Regions from separate parts of the Mus musculus genome. Here regions 1, 2, 3, 4 and 5 are each linked to region 6. A link is a contact called in public Hi-C, HiChIP or PLAC-seq and promoter capture Hi-C data. All regions are on one chromosome and are shown on one strand. The core of a region is the stretch at or near the end of the contact, and the rest is flanking DNA. Distances in the headings are between cores, read along the strand shown. Region 1 overlaps Nav2 (neuron navigator 2). Region 2 overlaps Nav2 (neuron navigator 2). Region 3 overlaps Nav2 (neuron navigator 2). Region 4 holds the start of Htatip2 (HIV-1 Tat interactive protein 2). Region 5 overlaps Nav2 (neuron navigator 2). Region 6 holds the start of E2f8 (E2F transcription factor 8).

Region 1 (3,496 bases), core at 732-3,231, 580 kb after region 6:
AATTAAACCCAGGTCCTCTGCAAGAGCAACAAATGCTCCTAAATGAGCCATCTTTCCAGGAAAAAAAACAAAAAACAAAAAACAAAACCTTAAATCATGTTTAGATCATACTGAAATCCATTTCTTAAATCATGACCGTACTTATGTCCCTTCTCTTCATCCTCCTGTAAACCCAGATGGAAGAACGTAGCTAAAGAGCAGAAGGCAGGGCTAGCTGTTGAGAGATGCTCCATGTCTTAGCCTATGCACGGCGTGCTCTTAAGACACTGGAAGCTATGAGTTCTATTCAGACATGGGAAGGCCGGTTGTGTCCTGCCCCAGAGCTCTGCTGGTTTTCAGTGGCTTCTGCTGGCATTCGTCGGGGCCTTGTGATGGGCACAATGTCAAAAGTAGTGACGGCAGCCCATGTTTCCCCCACAACTCTCTTTGGAGACTGGTGCTATGGCCATGCTCATTTTAGAGGCCTGGACTCAGAAGGTGGGGGAGTCTAACTTCTTTAGAACTGACCACACAGTTTCTAGTCAACAGCACATGTGCTGGTAGCAAGGGGTTGGGGAGGGGGAGAAAAGCTTTCCCCTCTAGATTATCAGGGATGAGCAAATGCAGGTGGTTTTGTAAGGCACTATTACCCAGAGAAACAAAGGGGCACTCACATTTTCTTATGGGCAAAAGAAAGTGGTCTTAGAGGTGTGGTCAGCCCTGGACTGAATATCTTCAGAGGGAACCTCTTTGGATTTAATCCCGTCATTTGGGCACCTATTCTTTTGTTGATGCATGCAGACAGACAGACCTGCAGGTATCCATCCACCCATCCAGCCATTCATCCATAGGTCTCCATCTATTCATGCATGCATGTATCTATCCATGTGTGCATACAACAGATAGACTTGAAGGTATGCATCTACCTATCCATCTCATCCGTGTGTGTGTGTGTGTGTGTGTGTGTGTATTCATATATCTATCCATGTATGTATGCATCTATTTATTTATCTATGCAGACAGATAGACACGTCGGTATCTATCCAATGTGTCCATCTATCATCTATCCATCTGTCTATCCATCCATGTAGTGTCAAGTCCTTACAGCAAACAAGAAGCTAGATAGATCAGCATTACCGTCCCCCACTTGGTTGCTGTTTGTAAGAACCTCATGGTCTAGCAGAGTTAGACTGATCTTAACCCTTGCTTCTCCAGCAGAAGACCCCGAGGCTCGGCGACTTCGGACAGTAAAGAACATCGCAGACCTACGACAGAATTTAGAAGAGACCATGTCCAGTTTACGGGGAACTCAGGTTACACACAGGTACGGGCAGTGTTCAGTTGCTTTGCTGAGAGAGCTTGCTGGGAGCTCCTTCTAACTCTGCCTCTCTCCTGCCCACCGTGCCACCCACAAAGTGGTTTGGTTGAGAGTGGAATAGAAACCCTTGTCCTCAAGTGTGTTAGAATTCACAAAGAATCCAAGACAATACGCAGAGCGAAGGGGATGAGATTAATGTAGACAGATACAGCCCCAGAGCACAAGGTTTCCAAGTTCACCGCCCAGAGGAAATTGCTCCAGCTCCATTTTAAAACTTTATTTTACTTGCATTTTTCAAAACTACAGCAAGCCGGTTGGAAGGAACAGGTGAACTATGTTTGACCCGTATGACAAACTGAGTAACTTGAATTCCTACCAGGTCTCCTGATACACAACACCGATATTGTTAGTCATGCACGTGTGTGAAAGATGAGAGAAAGTGTTTGTAAAACTTCGCCCTGTTTAAAGTATGGTTTTGTTAGAAGGAATCTCGGGTTGTTTTCCTTGTTCAGCGAGAGCCTTAAGGAGGATGTAATGTGGGCACTCCTTCCTGATTTTGGCAGAATGAGGTCTCACAGTTTGTTTTCGGCTTTGAAAATCAAAGAGTCCCCGGCTACCCGCTGGGCTCCCAAGGGTTCTCCAGTTGCTTCTCCAGTTTCACTTTCTTTGCTAACCCGGCTAAAAGGAGGAAGTGCAGGGCTTCCCCTCTGTATCTGTTACTGTACTCATTGCTGCAGCTAAATACCTAAGGAAAGTGACTTGAGGAAGAAAGAAGTTTGTTTTGGTTTTTAGCTTAAGGGGCTATAATTCATCGCGGTGGGGACCGTGAGGCAGCGGTTCATAGTTATGAAGCAGAGGTTGATTTCTTCTTTGATTCAGCCTGGGACACCAGCATCATAGAATGATGCCACCTGGGGGCTGGAGAGATGGCTCAGAGGTTAAGAGCACTGTCTGCCCTTCCAAAGGTCTTGAGTTCAAATCCCAGCAACCACATGGTGGCTCTCAACCATCCGTAATGAGGGCATTAGACCTCTTATGGAATGTCTGAGACAGCTACAGTGTACTTACATATAAGAGAGAGAGAGCGCCAGTGGGTAAGAGCACCCGACTGCTCTTCTGAAGGTTCGAAGTTCAAATCCCAGCAACCACATGGTGGCTTACAACCATCCATAATGAGATCTGACTCCCTCTCCTGGAGTGTCTGAAGACAGCTACAGTGTACTTACATATAATAAATAAATAAATAAATAAATAAATCTTTAAAAAAAAGAGAGAGAGAGAGAGAGCACGCGCGAGTGAGCGTGCGAGGGCGCCACCCTCCTCAACCCAGTTTAGAATCTCCCTCACAGATAAGCCCAGAGGTGTGTCTCCTAGGTGATTCTCAATCATGTCAAGCTGACAGGCCATACTAACTGTCAAACCTACCACTGAGAGCTTTGGTAGGCACTTCCTTTCCCATTGAGGCTCAACAAGGCAGCTCAGCTAGAAGAATATATCCCCGCATACAGGCAACAGCTTTTGGGATAAAGGAAGGAAGGGAGGGAGGGAGGGAGAGAGGGAAGGAGGGAGGAAGGGTGGGACTTGGTAGATCAGAGTTTTAGCCACTGTGGGTTCTGTCTTCAGAACCAAGAGTCCAAGATGTGAAACAATGAGGTAATTTCCTGGGTTGGGGGTAGGGGTTGGGACAAAACAGCCACTGGCACCCAAATAGAGGCAGTGCCTTCCTTAACTCTTCATGTATTTGAAAGACTTGGATCCTGATGTTGGATCCTGTGACTTTGTGAGTAGGCATGAGCCTACCGCCCCTCTTTTTTTTTTTTTTTTTTTTTTTAAAGATTTATTTATTTATTATATGTAAGTACACTGTAGCTGTCTTCAGACACTCCAGAAGAGGGAGTCAGATCTTGTTACGGATGGTTGTGAGCCACCATGTGGTTGCTGGGATTTGAACTCTGGACCTTCGGAAGAACAGTCGGGTGCTCTTACCCACTGAGCCATCTCACCAGCCCCCTACCGCCCCTCTTTTCACCTAGTCACAGGCATTGACTCTGGGACATTAGGGAGGGAGGGAGGGAGAGGGGTGTGTGAAGTTTTAGGAGCCTCACCTCAGGCTACTATAGCTAACCCTTGAAGAAATCCTGACACAGCAACTCTGGAACAAATAGGTCGGAGGGTCCTTTGTCGCCGCTTCACAAGTTA
Region 2 (3,620 bases), core at 817-3,316, 720 kb after region 6:
ATCATGGTACACCCCCTAAAATCTTACACTTGGGAAAAAGAGAGGTAGGTTGTAAGTTCAAGGTTGTAGTGGCAGGTTACCTTGTAAGTTCTTACCAAGCACAGGCAAGACTCTGGGTTCTGAGACACTGCAGAGAAATCAAAGCTCAGAGGATCTGGAATTTGAATCTTCACCTTCTGAACTTCATCCCAGGTACTTCGACCTCAAGGCCAGGCAGGATATTGCCTGCCCAGCCTCAGCACCCCTCACAGGTGGTTCTGGCGGGCTCTCCTGGCTGCACATCTCTTGTATCCAGTAGCATCTGGGGAGCCCCCACTGCTGTCACTCAGCTTAGGAGTTACCGAGGAGCTTGGGGTGGCTTGATGGTTGTCTGGAGGACCTACTGCTGCCCCTGTGGCCTCCTTCCTCATACGTTCTCCCACTTGTGTCCTCTTTGCCTCGAGCGGTCCTTCTGATAACCAAAGGGGAATGACCTGAGTCACTTGAGAAAAGCCAGAGGCGACTGAGCGAAGATACCCAAGGTGTCCAAGGAGACAAAGAGGACTCTTGAGCTGACCCCTTGGTCCCCAGTGGCTGGTGGCACCAAGGCCCCTCCCATTTGGAGGTGAACTGAAAGGGAGGTTTCAGGCATAGCTGGGAAGTCACCTATGATTCCTTTGCTCAGGGAGCCATTGCAGAAGGGACTCTTCCTCTTCATCCAGCCAAGAGCAAAGGGCATAGATAGGAGGGGCTTCAAAGTGGCTGCTGCTGAAGGGCCTGCCTGTGACAGGGACCAAGTGGATGTGTCATTCTTAGAGGTCATCTGAAGGACATGTCCTCAGTGTAGAAGCAGTGAAGGGAGACAGCTGGGTTAGGATTGCCTAGTACCACCCTGTCCCAAATCTCCTAGCTCTGCCTGGTAAATTAGTACAGGAGGCGGCCCTGAAGTCTGCTGATTCATAAGGATTGGCCGTGTTTCCTTGTCGGGGTTAAGGTGGAAGTTGGAGGATCTACCAGGCTTTACACCAGGGTCCTGGCACTCCTGCAGCCCTGAGAGAATACAGGGAAGAAAACCCAAGGCCAGCCAAAGCTTTGACCTTAACATAGTTCCCTCAGCAGACCACCATGATTGAGTGAGGGCTGGAGTCCAGAGCAATGTGACAGCTACAGCTACTTTGTGACAATGAGGCCATCCTAGGGTCTCCTGTAACTTACAAGTGTTATAGGTAGCCAGGAAGCAAAGTTTTTTGGTTGGGTTTGCTGGGTTTTTGTTGGTGTTTTTTTGTTTTGTTTTGTTTTTTTTCGAGACAGGGTTTCTCTGTGTAGCCCTGGCTGTCCTGGAACTCACTCTGTAGACCAGGCTGTCCTTGAACTCAGAAATCCGCCTGCCTCTGCCTCCTTAATCCCTTAAGGGCGTGCGCCACCACTGCCCGGTGGTTTTTGTTGTTTTAAGCACAGTGTCTTATATAGCCTAAGCTGGCCTTGAACTCTGTATATAGCCCAGGCTAGCCTTGAATTTCTGATGTTTCTACTTCAAACTCCAGCATGCAGGGATTGTAGACACGTGCTAACACACGTGTTATTTTGCTGTTGTTTGTTTGGTACAGAGTCTCTCTGTGTAGACCAGCCTGGCCTTGAACCCACAGAGATCTGCCTGCCTTTGCCTCCTGAGTTCTGGGATTAAAGGTGTGCACTGCTGTGCCTGGTTTAGTGTTAGGCAGGGTTCTACCTGTGATTTCACTAGATGAGAAAAGTCCTTAATTTTTTAAAAAGCTCATTTCACTTCCCCTCTCTCCTTGGCTCCCTCTGAGGGAAAGCTGAGTGTGTGCCAGGTACCATACGGGGTCCTTCCCTCCTCACCTCTCCCCTGCACAGTGGCCACTAGGGAAGCACACTGTCATTTAGAACATGTGTGCCCTTCCTTAGCCAAGGCTATGAGTTGAGAAGAGGTGGAGACCTCAGAATAGGTTCCAAAGGGGGCTGTCACATGTTAGGAGCCAGAAAGAGGGCTGCCCATGGGGAGACAGGGAAAGAATACAGGGAAGTCATTCTTGCAGGCACCAGCCTTTACCATCAGACTCAGGCAATGCTTGCGTGTGGGCGGGACAGGACATGACAACGCATCGCCCCCTAGTGGAGAGCATGCAGGCGGTAGTATCTTTTTCTGGAATATGTGAATGAAAGTCACCTGTGTGTAAGTCATGCCTAGAAGTGCTTCCTAAATGTGAATGTTGGTGCTGCCGTGCACATCCAGGAGTCCTGTGCTTCCTGTAGGATCAGGAGGTTCGCAGCAGCCCAAATCTTAGTTTCCAGTGTCTTAGCATCATCCTTAATTCCTGAGCCAGTAGTAGACCAGCTTCCTCCTCCCTGGGGAAAGTGATTGTCTGCCTGTCCAGCTGCCCTCCAGAGTCTGCAGAAGAGCCCGGAAGCTGCACAACACTTCCTCTGCTTGCCTTAGACTGACTCACGGCCACCTGGCCTTGACCACATCCTGTGGAATGTAGGAAGGGTTGTAAAAAAGAAAATGTTTTTTGTTCTTACAGCTAATGTTTGCTGCACCTACGAATGCTTACCTTATGACTCAGTCTCAGGTCCCATTCCCCGTTGTCATCAGAAACGCTTGCCAGTGTGTCTGGTGTCTGCAGAGCGGAGCAATTCAGAAGGCCTGGTGTTGGGGGTAGACTGGGGGTGTTAAGGGCAGGTGCTGCAGAAGGACACCCAGAGACCTTTCCTCAGTTACCAAGGTCCTCTGACACCTTCTGCAGTCCCCTGTGCCAGCTTTGGCTTTCCCCTCCAAAAAATGGGAAAAAAAAATCTGACCTATGGGACAATTGTACTGGCCTGGTTTCTGGAAACCCAGTTGTTCTCTGAGCCTATAGTGCAGGGGCTAAGGATGAAGAGCAAGTGTGGACAAAACCACTGGGCCTCAGGAGTGCTAAGGGCATGCTCAGCCTCAGCCTTAGTGGTTCTAAGGCCTTGAGGGACCCCTTGGAAAGGCAGTCTTGTTCCTTCAGAGGGCCCGGTAGGGAGAGGCTTCTAATCTGAATTTGCTTCTTCAGCTGTAACCATCCCCAGCCACTTCTGTGTCCTCTTCACTCCTGATCCACACATGGGTCCACACCCGCCCCTCTCCCAAATCGTTCCTGCTCATACTGAACTGCTTTAGGCTGCTGGACTGAATTCAAGAACCAAGATTGATGAAGGGAGCTGTAGCAGCAAACTAGGCTAGAGGCTAGGCTGGGGTATGGGGGAGACAATGAGCTGACATCTGACAAGATAATGTCATAGGAGGTGCTGAGGTAAAGTGAAGGAGGAAGCCACTAATATAAAGAGATGGGCTTATCTAAGGTGGGGGTAGTGTGGGTGGCATCCTGGATAGAAATCAGATTCTAAGACCTGGAGTAACTCAGGGGACTCGGGGAGAGGGGACCCACCAGAGCGAATGATGAACTTAGGCCAGGCTGACATGGGGAGGTCTGGTGAACAGCCCCGCTCTCAGGCTCCAGTAATATCGTTTCTGCTGATTCAAAGTGGTCCCGTGGGTAAGTAAGAGGGAAAGGCCCCAAGAAGGAAGTTTGAGTCCTGGGTTCTAATCCAGATCTGCCTTCCAACCTTTCACATCAGCAGTGCCGTTAGCTTCT
Region 3 (3,208 bases), core at 414-2,913, 610 kb after region 6:
CACCTCATGAGATCCTAGGCTGAATCAGCAGCTGAATTTTCCTTGGGCTGGAGTGACAGAGCCTCGGGAAATCTTTTCTTCCCCACCTAAGAGCACAAGGGACCCATGCGGGGTTTCTGGATACAATGGCAAGACTGTGCACCACTGCTTTTGACCAAATACACCTACCATCCTCTTTTTTCAAAGGTATATGACAGATGGTGGACTCGGCCTTTACACCCGTCGCCTGAACCGGCTTCCTGATGGGATGGCTGTGGTGCGAGAGACCCTACAACGAAATACCTCCCTGGGCCTCGGAGATGCTGACAGGTAGGCATGCTGCGCTCGGATGTAGCCACACGTCATACCAGAGCCATTTGAGAGTGGCCTACAGTATGCTGCTCGTGATATGAGGACAGTGGATCAGTTCTTCAGCTGACACAAAAAGTAGGAAAGGGGGGCTGCTGCTTCCTAGGTCTTGCTTGTATATGGTCATGGGCATGCGTATATGTAGGTATGTATTCAGTGATGGTGCGGAGAGAGGAACCCAGGGCCTCGTGAATGTCAGTTAAGTTCTCTACCACCAAGCTACATCCTCAACTCTAGGCTGGCACTTCTGATAGCAAGGGTTCGGGCTTGAGCGGTTTGGTTGCTGTTTTGACTGTTACTCCGACTCTCTCCTGCAGGCCCCAGGGACCTGCCTCACTTCCTCTCTCATTACTCAACTTTCCAGGTATTGCACCTTGAGATAACCAGGTCTGTATGCAGAGTGCAGTTCAGGCCAAAGCCCCCTGCTGTGAAGCTTAGGGTATATATTCAACTGACACACACACACAGTAAAGAGCTGACATCAAAAGGGGGGTCTGTCGACCTCTGTCACCACCATTGCCAGAGACACAAAGAACCTGTGTCCACCCTTCCTACTGCAAGGAATGAATGTTTGGCCTCCAGGTTTCTAGACCAGACTCTGACGTAAACCAATCCCCAGACCCTGAGCAAGCTCTGAAAGGACAGGTGTGATTTGCCATCTCTGGCCTGCTGTCTTTCTGGTCCTCCATGTATAGTTCAGGTACTCTTTAGCTGTTCTGTCTCGCTCAACCTCCTTCCACATCTGGGCAGACGAGCTGTAGCAGGGAACTTGGAGGGGAGTGCTTTGAAGTTGCTGTGTACTTTTAGGGTGCTGCACTCTGATTTTGTGAAGGCCACGTTGTGAGGTAGGGTTGTTTTCTTGCTGTTCTCCTAGCAGGTGAGGGGCTGGAAGGATGATCCAGTGGTTGGAGCACTTGCTGTTCTTTCAGAGGAGTTTGGGTGTGGTAGCCCACATTGGGCAGCTCACAACCCCCCTATAACTCTAGCCTCTGGGGGATCTGGCATCTCTTTTGGGCCTCTGTAGGCACCTATGCACCTCTCTCTCTCTCTCTCTCTCTCTCTCTCTCTCTCACACACACACACACACACACACACACACACACACACACACACACACACATTTCTCTTTAAAATAATGCTAGATGGGTTATGTAGCTCTATGGCTTGCTTCAGAGAAGCAGGGCAACTTTGTAAAGAGACAAATGCTGAACTATTGCCCAACAGTAGAAGAAGAATTCTCACATTCTTTAGGGAGAGGGTAGAAAGGCTGGGTTGGGGGAAAGTGCTGAGTTCATTGTCATGGACTCTGACCCAGTGTCTATTAACTCTGCATGTCCTCATTTGAGTCTCCCAGTATCCAGTGTGGTCACTTATGTTGGGGAAGGCAAAAGGCTGTTTATCAGAGTTCCACCACAGGTTAGCTTTGTGGCTGCTGTTCTATAAATGATTGGTTTGAAAAAGAATCCATATAAGGGCTAAGGGTATAGCTAAGTTAATAGAGTACTTACCCAGGATGCAGAGTCCCAGGTTTGCTCCTCAGGACTGCATTCAAACAGACAGAAAACTAGCTGGGTGGTGCCACACACCTTTAATCACAGCACTTGGGATACAGAGGCAGGCTGATCTCTGAATTCAAGGCCAATGTAGACTACACAGTGAGTTCCAAGACAGCCAGGGCTATGTAGAGAAACCTTGTCTCAAAACAAACAAACAAACAAACAAAACACACAAATGGGGTGGGTAGAAAGGAGGTGAGAGGGCAGGATAGTGCTTGATCATAGAAACTTCTGAGAGCTGCGCTTTTCATTTTTAATTTTTATACATGCAGCTGTTTTAACTGCGTGTATGTGCATGCAGTACCTTCAGAGGCCAGAAGGGGGCATCAGATTCCCTGGAGCTGGAATTACAAGGAGGTTAAGAGCTGCTGTGAGGATGATGGAAATCAAACAGTGGTACACTACAAGAGTAGCCAGTGCTCTTAAATGCTTAGGAGCCATCTCTCAAGCCCCGAGGGCTCACTTCTTAAAGCTTAAACCCTGCAGATACATCTATATAGTGAATAGCACCAGAGGAGAACGTTCAGTATCTGCAGCATTCTCACTGGTCATGTCATAATTTGTCAAATTACTCTGCTTGGTTTTGCCCTGTTCCAGTTGATCAATCTGCCTGTTTTCAGGCCCTATGAGGCCAGTCTCTGCTTGTAGTAGAAGCTTCTGGGATGGCCATTTACCTAACGCTTCATTGGAGGCCTAATGGAATTATCATAGATAGCAGCTGAGCCTCATCCTGCCGCTTAGAGATTTGGGGGCTAAGACTGGAAAGACAGAAGCCATTTTTTTTCTCATTTCACCCCCCAAATGAACAGCGGTGTCTTCTGGTCCTTCCCAGACCTGAGTGGTCTGCTGTAATCATTTAAGGACTGAGTAGCTAGCTAGCCAAGGTTTTAATAAAGAACCCAAGGGGCTTCTTTAAAAAAAAAAAAAAAAAAAAAAGACTTACTAATGATACAAATGTTTCCCTGTTTTATGTAAGTTCTAGGTTACTAGCGGGGATGTGTTTGTTTGTATTCTTGTGGAAGGTGCTAAGTTTCTTTAAGCTCCATAGCTATAGTGAATAGACCAAGGCAATGCTACTCCGCCCACTAAGTGTTTTTTTTACTTTATGCATGTGTGCATATTTGTGACGTGTGTATGCTCGTGTGAGTACATAGCATATGTGTGCATGTATGAGGAAGCCCAGGCATGTCAGGTAGAGGGCTTCAGGTATCTCTATAGCACTCTCTGTGTATGTCTTTGAGGCAGGCTCTCTCCCTGAAGCTGGACCTCTAGTTCTCTCAGCTAGGCAGGAGGCTGGCAAGCCC
Region 4 (3,348 bases), core at 280-2,779, 880 kb after region 6:
GTGGCAGCCCAGTGGGGAAGGACAACAGTGTTCTCCATTGCCTCCATTTTAAACTGCAAACAGCAGAGTCCATCTGACTGCAGCAAGTCGGAAAAGGACTCTAGAGGCAGAATAAACAGGAAGCGCTCAACACAGCCCCTGCAAACAGGCAGCGGTTAAGGCAGGCAAGCCAGGGCAGGGGCTCACAGGATGCTACCCATCATCCTAATCTCCCTGTCCTTGCCCAGCAGGGCTCCACCCCTAGTCTTCATTGCATCTTTGTATTGCTCCCCAGAGTGGAAAAACCTGTGTGGAAGTATTTGAATGCCACGCCTAGGCCAGATTTTCATATAATGACATTCAACCAGCAAGGCGGGGGCGAAAGTACCTTTCATTTGGCTTCTAGATGGAGCGATGGAGCATCACACTCACAGCCCATCCTTCTTAGCTCAGGATCACATCCTGGACTTGACTCTGGGAGAGGGAGTCTGGGAGAGGCTGAGTTAGATCAAGGCAAACCCACATCATGGAAGGAGAGAACTGAATCCTGCAAGGGGCCCTCTGACCTTCATACACCGGTCATAACACCTCTACACACACACACACACACACACACACACACACACACACACACACAAAATAAATGCAGTTTAGAAAGTATCTCAGAGTCATAGTATTCTAATCTCTATGCATCCAAAATCCAGGGCATGCCCAGTGTGGATAGCTGTGTTCTAACCATTGATCCTGTTGTGAATTGGATCAGGTTTGGAAACTCTTCCTACCGCAACCATCCAGAAGGGGGCCAGCACCTGGGCAGGGAGATCAACCTGAAAACTGGTCAAAGGAGCCCCCCTAGCTTCTGGCTTGAGGGAATAGGATATGTGTCTTTAAAGAGGCAAGAAAGAGTTTTGTTTTTCATAGAGCTTAAGTGGAGCTAGGCTTTTTTTTCTTCTTCTTCTTTTTATGTCTTGCTTTACTAACAATTTCATGTTTATATATTTTGATCTTACTCACCTGGTACTAGCCTCTCCTACCTCTGTTTTGAGAGCTTCCTCCCAATAAGTCCTCCTTCGCTCTTGAGACAGAAGTTCATATATTTCAGGGTGTCCTAGAACTCAGAACATTCTGTTTCCAAGGAGAATCATCCTTGCTGGTATTGCCTGCTTGTGCCACCACATCCAACTTTATCCAGGGCTCTGCGTATGCCAGGCAAGCGCTTGATTAACTGAGCTACATGCTACGTCCCCAGCCTAAGAAGAGACTAGTTTTTAACGAGGAGAATGAGATGATTTGGGGACCAAGAGTCAAGTCCGGGATGCCTTTTATCTAAAATCTGAAGGCTCTGGCCCCAGGTGGTTAGGAAGAACGCGGTTGCAACTAGGGTTATGGGGGACGGAGGGAGGAGATCTGTGCTGGGGTGAAGCACAGCCCCACGCCCCCCCCACGCCCCGCCCCGCTGCAGCTCAGCCCCGGGGAGTGTGGTTCGAGCCCTGGGTGCAGCTCCCGCGCAGGGGCGGGTCCCGCGCTCAGCTCCAGCCCTCGGTGGGGCGGGGCCGCGAGCGCGCTGTCACCCGGAAGACGTCGCGGCCGGTAGGCTCCGGCTGGACCTCTTGGGGCTCCTTGCCGGGAGGGGAGACAGCGGGGCTGCAGGCGGCGAGATGCTCGGTCCCACGGTGCTGGGCACGGTCGTAGCCGCGCTGGTGGCTTCAATGCTACTGTTGCAGAGTGGGGACGAGGGGTCCGGGGCTGCTCCCAGGTAACCCCGGGTAGGGAATGGAGCCGGGCCCTGCAGCCCTGCCCAAGCAGGCTGGGTTACCGTGGGCTGCGAGGCTTGGTGGCATAGAGACAACCTGGGCTCATCCAGCCGGGCACCTGTGAGGTGCTCGGATTGGCCACTGTCTGAGCTGTGACTCAGCACTTCCCTAGGGTTGGGACTGTGTAGAGTGAGTCTCTTCTGCCCAACAGTTAACAACCCTTGTCCCCCAGGGTAAAGAGTGTCACCTAGCACTCTGAGACAGGACCCACGGGTGTTGTTTCCCCAGCATGGCGGACAAGGAAGCACTGCCGAAGCTTCGGGAAGACTTCAAGATGCAGAATAAATCCGTCTTTATTTTGGGCGCCAGCGGGGAAACTGGCAAAGTACTTTTAAAGGAAATCCTGGGACAGAACCTGTTTTCCAAAGTAACGCTCATTGGTCGGAGGAAGCTCACCTTCGAGGAGGAAGCTTATAAAAATGTGGTGGGTATTTGAGCTGGGGCTAAAAGGGAATGTAGCTGCAACCATTTTGCTGAGGGGAAGGTGTCCATTATCCAAAGGCCAGGTGGTGGTGGAGACATAGAAATCATCAAAATTGGGCACGATGGATTTAGAAGAGCCCTTCCATTAATCCCTGGGTTGTGACTGGCTTGTAGGCCTGCCTTTTACACTCTAGCGTCCTGCAATGCAGTCCTGTGTTCAGAACTTAGATTGGAATGGGGTATGGTAGTCAGAGAAAGGCGCTGTTTATAGTTCCTAGAGCGCACTGCTTGCACATTTTGCTTACCAGTGTGTTTCACAATATCAGAATGGAAAAGTGTGACAAGGACTTTTCTCCCAAGCAGGAATCCACCCCACAGCCCCTGACTCCCCAGACTTGTGTGTTTGTAAACACATACTGGCTTCCTGAAGTTACAGCAAATGGTAATGCCAGACTTCCATCTGGAAATGATGCCCAAGTATCTTAAATTGGAGAGTCGTGGACATTCTGTTCTCCAGTAAACAAGAGTTACCTATCAACTGCAGCAAATTAAACAGCGTAGTGTGCTGCTGGGACCTCAAAGCAGTCTCCCATGGGCCCCACTTTTGCCTAGTGTGCACACTTGCAAATGCAGGTCCTTGATTTCCGTGATTTCCTGGTCGTTTTGTTTTACCAATGCCTGGTGCATCAGAACTTGCTGATTAAAATAGACATCTCTGCTTGGGCTCAGGTGGGTGCTGGGTGAACCCCACAGTCTGGTTTCCTGAACCCTCCCTGTGCAGATTCCTGGACAGTGGAGCCTAAGATTGCAATTTTCTTTGAGAGCAGAGACTTGGTGGCACTCCTCTTAACCAGGCCGTGTTTAATTTAATTTTTCTTTAGTATATAGTATGTATCATGCCAGGAAAATCCTTCAGAGGGAACTAAAGGTAGTGACAACCCAAGATAGCATCTGAACTCCTGTGTGACGGTAATGGAACACTGCACGTTTGATGGCATTCTTCTGCTCTTAGATAGAGTGGCTTAGGTTTAAGACAGTGTTTCTCTAAGGAGGATAGGCTAGCCTCAAAATTGCTTCTGTTTCTGCCAGTGGCGCCTCTCTTAGCTTGCCAATCTCAGTGGAGGCTAGAAAT
Region 5 (3,553 bases), core at 50-2,549, 520 kb after region 6:
TGACTGTTCCTCCAGAGGTCCTGAGTTCAATTCATTCCCAGCAACCACATAGTGACTCACAACCATCTGTAATGGGATTCAATGTCCTCTTCTGGTGTGTCTGAAGGCAGCTACAGTGTACTCATACACATATAATAAACAAATAAATTAAAAAGGGGGTTCCCTACAGAGAGTTACTTCTAGCTGGAGGCTGTGTGGGCTCTTCTAAGATGGCACAGTTTCAGTCAGGTGGCCTGGGGCCTGTTTAATGAGTTAAACAGTGGGAGCCACCACCACCGTGGGGACCACCCTCCCAGTGAGACCATGATAAAAGCATGGAATTTGTTCGATGTTTTAACACCCTCCTGGAACCCAAGGCCTCAGGAGGTAGGAGCAGATCTACAAGCTGGAGTGGAAAGGGAGAATGCCAGAAGTCAGTGGCAGAATGAAGTCTACTTCATAGAGGAGGGTGAATCAAATTCATGAGGACCAGCCCAGAGCCAAGCTGTGCTCGGAGCTATTAAACTAAAACACTCTCGCCAGCTAGAGCCATCAAGACATTGCCTGAGAGTGGGGATAAGGACAATATGTTCATTGTGAAAGGCAGTCCTCTGTTAATTTAGAATAAATTCCGTGGCGTACATACTGGGTTGAGTGCATATAAACATTGGAGAGTCTGGGAAATCCCATTACAGGAATTAGTTGTGGATGGGAGTGGTGGAACTGGCACTGTGTAGTGCAAATTCTGTGATGTCCAAAGGTCGCTGTGCCCAGTTAAAAGCCGTTTCTTTTACTTTTGGTCACCAGAGACATTCATCAAGCCAGAATATTCTCCTTTAAAACAAAAAAAGTAATTAGGCCTGACAGCCGAAGTCAAATCAGACCTTTGGGAATGACCTAATTGCTTTTTTGTTCGAGGCCTGACATCGATTTGCCCTTGGCCTTGGTGTCAACACTAGCAAACACGGGCAGCCTCCCAGACTCCGGCTGGTGGCTCTATCCTTGCCACAGAGAGGACAAAGGACAGCGGCATCCCAGAGGTCATGGGACTCTGTGGTCACCTGCAATTCCTGCCAGGCTGAGAATTTTGTGGGTAAACCCTGGTTCCTGCTGAAACTGCCGCTCACCATGTGGACATCTGACTGCCTGCTTCTTTACTGACTGGAAATTTCCCCCCAGCAACTGGAGGATGGGTGGGTCTATCAATTTCATCTCCACCTCCGTGTTACTGGCAACTGCTCCGGCTTTGAGGATCACACTGTGGTGACATTGATCAAGATGAGAGATCTCATTCCGCCCTGGTTATTTTTGGCATCTGTGAGCAGTCCAAGGCCTCGACTTTTGGCACCGTGTGGTTAGGATATTAAGTAACTGCTTCCTGCGCTAGTACAGACAGCGTTTTGAGAGTCCTAACCTCGTCGCTCCCGTCTATCTCATTGGTCAATTCGAGTGCATTCTGCTTGCTGTTGGCTCCTCGTGAGTGGGTCTGGAGAAAGCTGAATGGTTATTAAACGTGTCTTGTGTTTTTCCCCTCTAGATTGAAAACATAGATGCCTGCTTGAATTTCCTGGCAGCTAAGGGAATCAACACCCAGGGGCTGTCTGCAGAAGGTGAGTCAGGGCCCACGCCTTTTCATCATTTGTGATACCCACCTGTTAAGGCCCACCTGTTACCTAACAGTCAATTGCTGCAGTCCTGACCAGGGGTGCCGGTGGGCTGTCCTGGCTGGGTGCCCTTTCCAGCACAGTTGACGTTACTAACTTTCTCACAGTTCTCAGATCACTCTAAGAATGCAGCCCTGTGTGCATGCCACATCTGCATGCCACAGAGGGTGTGGGGGAAGAGAATGGGAGCACACTGCTCCAGTTAGAGAAGTTCCTGCTTCAACAACACTGATTCCCTGTCCCGTGGCGCAGCAGGTTATCAACCAGCCATTATCTGTGGGAAAGAGAATATCCAACCACAGAACCAAGTCCAACCATCCAGCGCCCAAGGGAACTGCTTAGTCCTTGCTGGTGACATCTCACCTTGCTCTTGAAGACAGAGAGAGTGAGGTTTGCGAACACACTACCACCTTTTAGCCTCCCGATTAGCTTTTAATTAACTTGGATTTGGTGGCTAATTAGCATCAACAGTGTCTGCTAGTGGAGTGTTGTTAGGTGGGATAATAGTTTGGAGCCCGCTGGCCAGAATTATCTACCTCCTCAGTCCTCAGGCAACACTTCCACCTGGAATCTCTCAATCTCTCTCTCTCTCTCTCAATCTCTCTCAATCTCTCTCTCTCTCCCCCCCCCTTGCTCTCTCCCCTTCCTTCCCCCTCCCCCTGTTTGTAAACACAGGCAGCTGCCGGCTCTGAAGCTGCCATAGGCCAGGCATCTCCCCAGCTCATTAGGCTGCACCTGCCTCCAGTTTTCCCCGGAACAGGTAGTGCAGTCGGGGCAGTGCAGTTGTTCCTCCTGGCATAGCAGGAGTGTGCTCTGAAAAGATGTAAAAAGAGCGTTGGCCCTGGAAGCTGGGGTGGGGCTGAGAGAGCAGTAAGCTGGAGTCCACAGATGGAGTAGGTAAGTTAGCAGACCTTATGGGTCCTGCATGGGCTAATGCCTTGTCTTTGCGAAGAGATGAAAGCTTGCGTCATCTATCAGGCTGTGTTTCTGAACTGTTGTCTCCTCCATGTTGGAGGTGGGTGGCATCCACGGCTTCTACATCCATAGTGTGACTCTATGCGGAATGTGTCAGAAAATGGTTGTAATTCTCCTTGGGCAGGTCTGGTTATCGGTTCCATGAATCTCAGGGGTAGCTTAGCCAACCTTAATCTCAGGACTTATAGAAAAATCCTTAGAAGGTTGCCCTTGCCTTAGCTATGAGTCTCATCTGTGGGTTTAGTGTACATTGTTGGAACCTTCAGTAGTAGACACAAATTCAGTGTTTCTGTGCTATTCCTGTGATGACCAGTAGGTGGCAGAGCATGTTCCTCTTAGTGTCTAGGAATGGTGCAGGTCTCTATTCTCCCACGAGAGCATCTGCAGGGACTTTTACAGAGTTGTGCAGTCTTGCCTCCTTCCTTAGGCCTGGAGGAGAACTCTAGCCACTTAGCAGCTGCCTGTTGTCTGTCTCTCTGCTTCATTTGTTCAACCTTCTCTTATACTCAGAAGGCATAGATGCCTTTACAGGAAGTATTTACCGAACAGATACTAACTGTGCTCTGCTGGGCTTGTCTGCATTGGCTCCTGTTCTCACGGCTGAACGTAGAGTTTACAGGACTCATGGTTATTGATGGAGAAACTGGCTGGAAGCTGAATGGGGCCGGGAGATGGCTCAGTGGCTGAAGTGCTTTTTGTGCGAGCATGAAGACCTGAGCAGGGCCCCACTGGTCATGGCTTCTCACGATTTGCCCGAACACCTAGGACTTGGAGTTGAGGAAGATAGAGGTTGGTGACAGGAGGTAACCGGTCAATTAGCCAGGTGGTAAGCTTCAGGTCCGGTAATGAGAGTGCATGGACACACCCATGTGCACACACATGAACACACCACACACAAAGACAGATTATGAGTGACATCTCTGATAAGTGCCAGT
Region 6 (3,229 bases), core at 477-2,976:
AAGGTGAGGGTGCCCTTACGGTTAGGGCCTCCCGCCTACCAGCAGGACTTCTGACCAGAAAAATTTGCTTTCAACATCAACGCTTGAGGCACAGATGCAGAAAATGGGACCAAGGGAAGTAAGGTTAGCCATTTAAGGCCTCAGAGCTAGTTTCTGCTATGGTAAGTTAGCACTTACCTACACTGGTAAGTTAAGAGCAATTCATATAGATAGTAGAGACTGGGCCCCCTTCACTTTTAGACACCAGGCAGTACACCATTCTTAAAGAAAGGGATTTGGAAGGCAACAACTCAGAGAACAGAGATACACTGTTTCCTCAGTAACTTTGGGAGCCCGGGTTAACAATCCTCTATTACAACCATGAAACTAAGGGCTCAGTGTGTATTTCTGCTGAATCTGCTACTTAGCAGACGATGATGCGAGGCAGAGGGAGGTCACATGGGGCTGGCACCTGAATTTTCAGTTCAGTATGGTGCCCTCAGGAGGTGCTGATCCAAGGGTGGGGTTTCAGTGAACACTGCCAAGGACAGCATTGAGCTAACATCTAAATGCTTCCAGGAGATCTGTCAGGAACAGCATTTGGAGGCCCAGTAGGTTAAAGGGCTGACATTTTAAAATGTTATCTTACAAAGAAATCCAGTATCAAATTATGACCTTTGTGAATTCCAATGGTTCATGTAAATAACATATACATAATTTTTTAAGCACAGAAAAAACCCCAAAGCTTTTTCCATATATATTAAATTTATATTAAACTTTTGAAACAAAAAGGTTACTTTAACCCTGGACAACCCTATTCCTCTTCAAAAATTAAAATTTCCTTCTGGATTTCTGTAAAAGTTAACCAAAAGGATACAGCATTCGTGACTATCAAACGAAAAATTTAAGAAAACTTATTAACGAAAAACTCAGGATGATACTTCATTTGACATTGCAACAGTATAGACTGGACTTTAAAAATACCTTTTGGTTCTCCATTTTGTCAATTCCTCATACATTTAGTGTGTCTTTAAAAACGAAAAATCTGAAGTTCCTCCCCAAGTTCCAGTGGTTTAAGTAGTCCAATCGATTAAAGTTTTTTACTATCCTTAAAAGGAAAAAAAGTAAAGCAAGAATTAAGAGCTGATGAAAATGATTCACGTACACAAGAGCCCCCGGAAACAAACAAAAAATGACAAACCAGGTTTATTTTTGCCTTGAGGACAGACATTGCCTCTAGGCAGACCGCGCCAACAGACAGCAGTAAATTCCTCCATCAAACCCTTCTGTCACGAGACTTCAAGCAAACACAGAATCTACAGTGACAGTCCTCTCTCAGGTTCGAGATGGCTGTAGCAAGCACCCACCTGTGCACTGATCCGGGCTGCGGACGGAGCGCACGAGCCCGGGTTCCGATGGAGCACGCACCGAGCCTGCATCGGGGGAGATGCTGAAGTTTCTCGCCTGACACACACGTGCACAGGCTCAGAAGGAAGGACTTGTGAAGTGGCCTGAGAACAACCCTCCAATTCAGCCTCTGCGCTCTAAGCGCACGACCGGGCATTTACAAAGGGCTTTGGGATCTTGACCCCCTTTTTCAGGCTTCTTTCAATACACGAAGTACTGGGGCGAGGGAAGGATTCCCTAGGTGCCGAAATCACCGCGATGCCAAAGCGCACCGTACGCTGCGCTCCCGGTCCCAGGTACAGTCCCCAGCAGTAGCCCGCGTCCCGCCCGGCGCAAGCACTGGCTCCTCCTCCCCGCCAACTGCACCGCCCCCGGGGGCAGCCAGACAGCATCTCACGGTTTCCAGGGCGACGGCTCCGAGCCAATCAGTAAGCCCGGTGAAGGCCTGCGATTGGCTAGAGGTCCCCAAGGCGGGGCCGGACCTTCCGCCTTCGATTTAAAAATTTGGCGCGGAAAGCGGGACCGTAGCTGGCACCGCCCCCGAGTGCGCGGGGCTGGAGCGCGGGCGAGCCCCTCCCCCGCCCTCTGCGCGGGAGCTCGGCTCCTCCCCACGGGCCCCGGCGGGGCGGGAGGCGGGAAACGGCCGCCTTCACCCTGGCCTTCCCGGGATCCCACAACCCCGCCGCAGCAGTCTGCTCCCCGCTCACCTGTCAATCCTCCTTCAGAGCTGACGGTCCGGGGTGGCCCCGAATCCTGGCTGCGCGTCTCAGGGAGCCAGCGCGTCTCAGGGAGACTCGCTTAGCCCCGCCGCGCAGAGGTGGGTGCCGGGGGCGCCACCGGGGCCGGGGCTGGGGGGGGCCGGCGGGCGGGCCGCGGGAGCGTGGCCGTCCAGGAGCAGTCCAGCCCCCGATTTGAAATTAACCCGCTCCCGGCGCGAGCCGCTCCCGCGGGCGCGGAGCCTCCCCTCCCCCACGCCCGCTCTCCCGGCCCGGGGCCCCGCGCGCCAATCCGCGCCTCTGCACTGCCGCCGCGGCGAATCAGACTGTAGGCACCACCCTCCGACCCCGCCTACAGCCAGACTTGGGGAAAAGTCCTCAAAAACTTTTCCTTTTTCTTTTTTCCTTTTCTTTCTTTCTTTCTTTCTTTTTTTTTTTTTTTCTTTTTGCAAACACCATTTATCCGAGATCGAAGTTGGGGGATGAAATTTGGCTGGTCCAGAGCTGGCTGGCTAGGACTCGAGGGCTCCCCGCCATCCCCAGCTTGGTGCCACGTCAACCGGGTCTGCTCACCTGCCCTCTGGACCCTAGCGACACCGTTCCCTCTGCGACCCTTTGCATGACTGCTTAGCAGCTTCTGCTCCACGGTTTCCAGAAAGAAACGTGTGAGGAGGAAAGAGCTTCGTTGTCTGAAGCCCAAGGATGCGGGGCGTTGGCCGATCTCTGAACACGCAGGTGTGGGAGGAGGGAGAGAAACTCAGAAAACCCGCCAAGCCTGTCCCCAGTGTCCTGCGTCTGCCGATCCCCTCTTTGCTCTTTCCCGCTTTTCTTCCTTTTCCTTTTATGAGCTTCTGACATCGGCCTGGTATATCGAACAGGTCAAGGGAATTTTAGAGTTAGGAGACCATCTCGTCCAAAACCCTCATTTTGCAGAAGTGGAAAAAGAAGCTCGGCACCCCAACTATGCCTTTCCGTGCTCGAGTTCTTTTGCACCCGCCTTTGCCTTGTAACATTTCCCCTTTTCTGATCACTCTGGGATCGCCCGGACCGCATGTTGCCCAACCCGCTTACATCTAAGATTGTGGTTTGGGCTCTTCCTGCTTTTAACTTTGTATCTTCAGCCTCCA

Evidence for each region. Promoter capture Hi-C pulls out the DNA fragments that hold promoters and counts their contacts. Hi-C and Micro-C count contacts between places; a contact is called where the count stands out from the background. HiChIP or PLAC-seq counts read pairs in DNA pulled down with a chosen protein or histone mark.
Region 1: a contact with region 6 is called in a Hi-C map of bone marrow-derived macrophages, with 14 read pairs. The contact joins the enhancer-like site here to the promoter of E2f8 in region 6. A contact is called at or near these places in 10 of 39 promoter capture datasets (the 3T3-L1 cell line, the C10 cell line, cranial neural crest and 5 more), 2 of 484 Hi-C or Micro-C datasets (LSK cells and bone marrow-derived macrophages), 5 of 115 datasets of contacts at active chromatin or transcription factors (embryonic limb bud, embryonic midbrain, embryonic stem cells and 1 more) and 3 of 9 other capture datasets (bone marrow-derived macrophages, embryonic stem cells and liver).
Region 2: a promoter capture Hi-C map of hippocampal neurons shows a contact between it and region 6, with 3 times the contacts expected there. The contact joins the enhancer-like site here to the promoter of E2f8 in region 6. A contact is called at or near these places in 5 of 39 promoter capture datasets (the 3T3-L1 cell line, cranial neural crest, hippocampal neurons and 1 more) and 4 of 115 datasets of contacts at active chromatin or transcription factors (the NIH/3T3 cell line, double positive thymocytes, embryonic midbrain and 1 more).
Region 3: a promoter capture Hi-C map of liver shows a contact between it and region 6, with 2.1 times the contacts expected there. The contact joins the enhancer-like site here to the promoter of E2f8 in region 6. A contact is called at or near these places in 5 of 39 promoter capture datasets (the C10 cell line, cranial neural crest, embryonic stem cells and 2 more), 1 of 15 datasets of contacts at CTCF or cohesin (the NIH/3T3 cell line) and 3 of 115 datasets of contacts at active chromatin or transcription factors (bone marrow-derived macrophages, embryonic stem cells and large pre-B cells).
Region 4: a Hi-C map of the G1E-ER4 cell line shows a contact between it and region 6, with 6 times the contacts expected there. The contact joins the promoter of Htatip2 here to the promoter of E2f8 in region 6. A contact is called at or near these places in 5 of 39 promoter capture datasets (cranial neural crest, erythroid cells, fetal liver and 2 more), 3 of 484 Hi-C or Micro-C datasets (the G1E-ER4 cell line and muscle stem cells), 2 of 115 datasets of contacts at active chromatin or transcription factors (pro-B cells and stem cell-derived neural progenitor cells) and 1 of 9 other capture datasets (liver).
Region 5: a FOXA1 HiChIP or PLAC-seq map of pancreatic cancer cells shows a contact between it and region 6. The contact joins the enhancer-like site here to the promoter of E2f8 in region 6. A contact is called at or near these places in 6 of 39 promoter capture datasets (3T3-L1-derived adipocytes, cranial neural crest, frontonasal cranial neural crest and 2 more), 3 of 484 Hi-C or Micro-C datasets (bone marrow-derived macrophages, embryonic fibroblasts and macrophages), 5 of 115 datasets of contacts at active chromatin or transcription factors (embryonic basal ganglia, embryonic hindbrain, embryonic stem cells and 2 more) and 1 of 9 other capture datasets (macrophages).

Annotation. Positions count from the first base shown.
Region 1 is chr7:49,460,715-49,464,210 of GRCm38.p6, forward strand. Nav2 (neuron navigator 2) reads left to right here. Exons shown (of 39, transcript NM_175272.3): 9 at 1,198-1,303. Among named protein-coding and RNA genes, the nearest start is that of Gm51447, 24 kb to the left of the region's middle. Within about 2 kb of position 1,982, at least 140 of the 459 cell types and tissues checked have an H3K27ac peak or open chromatin away from gene starts, as enhancers often do. A contact at or near this core is called in bone marrow-derived macrophages and pre-B cells, where this site is marked.
Region 2 is chr7:49,599,300-49,602,919 of GRCm38.p6, forward strand. All of the region lies in intron 37 of Nav2 (neuron navigator 2), which reads left to right. Among named protein-coding and RNA genes, the nearest start is that of Dbx1, 36 kb to the right of the region's middle. Within about 2 kb of position 2,067, at least 132 of the 459 cell types and tissues checked have an H3K27ac peak or open chromatin away from gene starts, as enhancers often do. A contact at or near this core is called in double positive thymocytes and pre-B cells, where this site is marked.
Region 3 is chr7:49,491,183-49,494,390 of GRCm38.p6, forward strand. Nav2 (neuron navigator 2) reads left to right here. Exons shown (of 39, transcript NM_175272.3): 11 at 187-309. Among named protein-coding and RNA genes, the nearest start is that of Gm51447, 54 kb to the left of the region's middle. Within about 2 kb of position 1,664, at least 6 of the 459 cell types and tissues checked have an H3K27ac peak or open chromatin away from gene starts, as enhancers often do. A contact at or near this core is called in liver, where this site is marked.
Region 4 is chr7:49,757,577-49,760,924 of GRCm38.p6, forward strand. Htatip2 (HIV-1 Tat interactive protein 2) reads left to right here and starts at 1,530. Exons shown (of 6, transcript NM_016865.3): 1 at 1,530-1,735; 2 at 2,022-2,217. The coding sequence starts at 1,638.
Region 5 is chr7:49,396,567-49,400,119 of GRCm38.p6, forward strand. Nav2 (neuron navigator 2) reads left to right here. Exons shown (of 39, transcript NM_175272.3): 4 at 1,517-1,589. Among named protein-coding and RNA genes, the nearest start is that of Gm51447, 40 kb to the right of the region's middle. Within about 2 kb of position 1,300, at least 111 of the 459 cell types and tissues checked have an H3K27ac peak or open chromatin away from gene starts, as enhancers often do. A contact at or near this core is called in bone marrow-derived macrophages, hepatocytes, liver and 2 more, where this site is marked.
Region 6 is chr7:48,879,315-48,882,543 of GRCm38.p6, forward strand. It overlaps E2f8 (E2F transcription factor 8), which reads right to left and starts at 1,727. Exons shown (of 13, transcript NM_001013368.5): 1 at 1,347-1,727; 2 at 964-1,087. The coding sequence starts at 978. Gm2788 (predicted gene 2788) reads left to right here and starts at 1,986. Exons shown (of 2, transcript NR_155436.1): 1 at 1,986-2,203. It overlaps LOC115486422 (a long non-coding RNA gene), which reads left to right. Exons shown (of 3, transcript XR_882082.2): 3 at 1,207-1,310.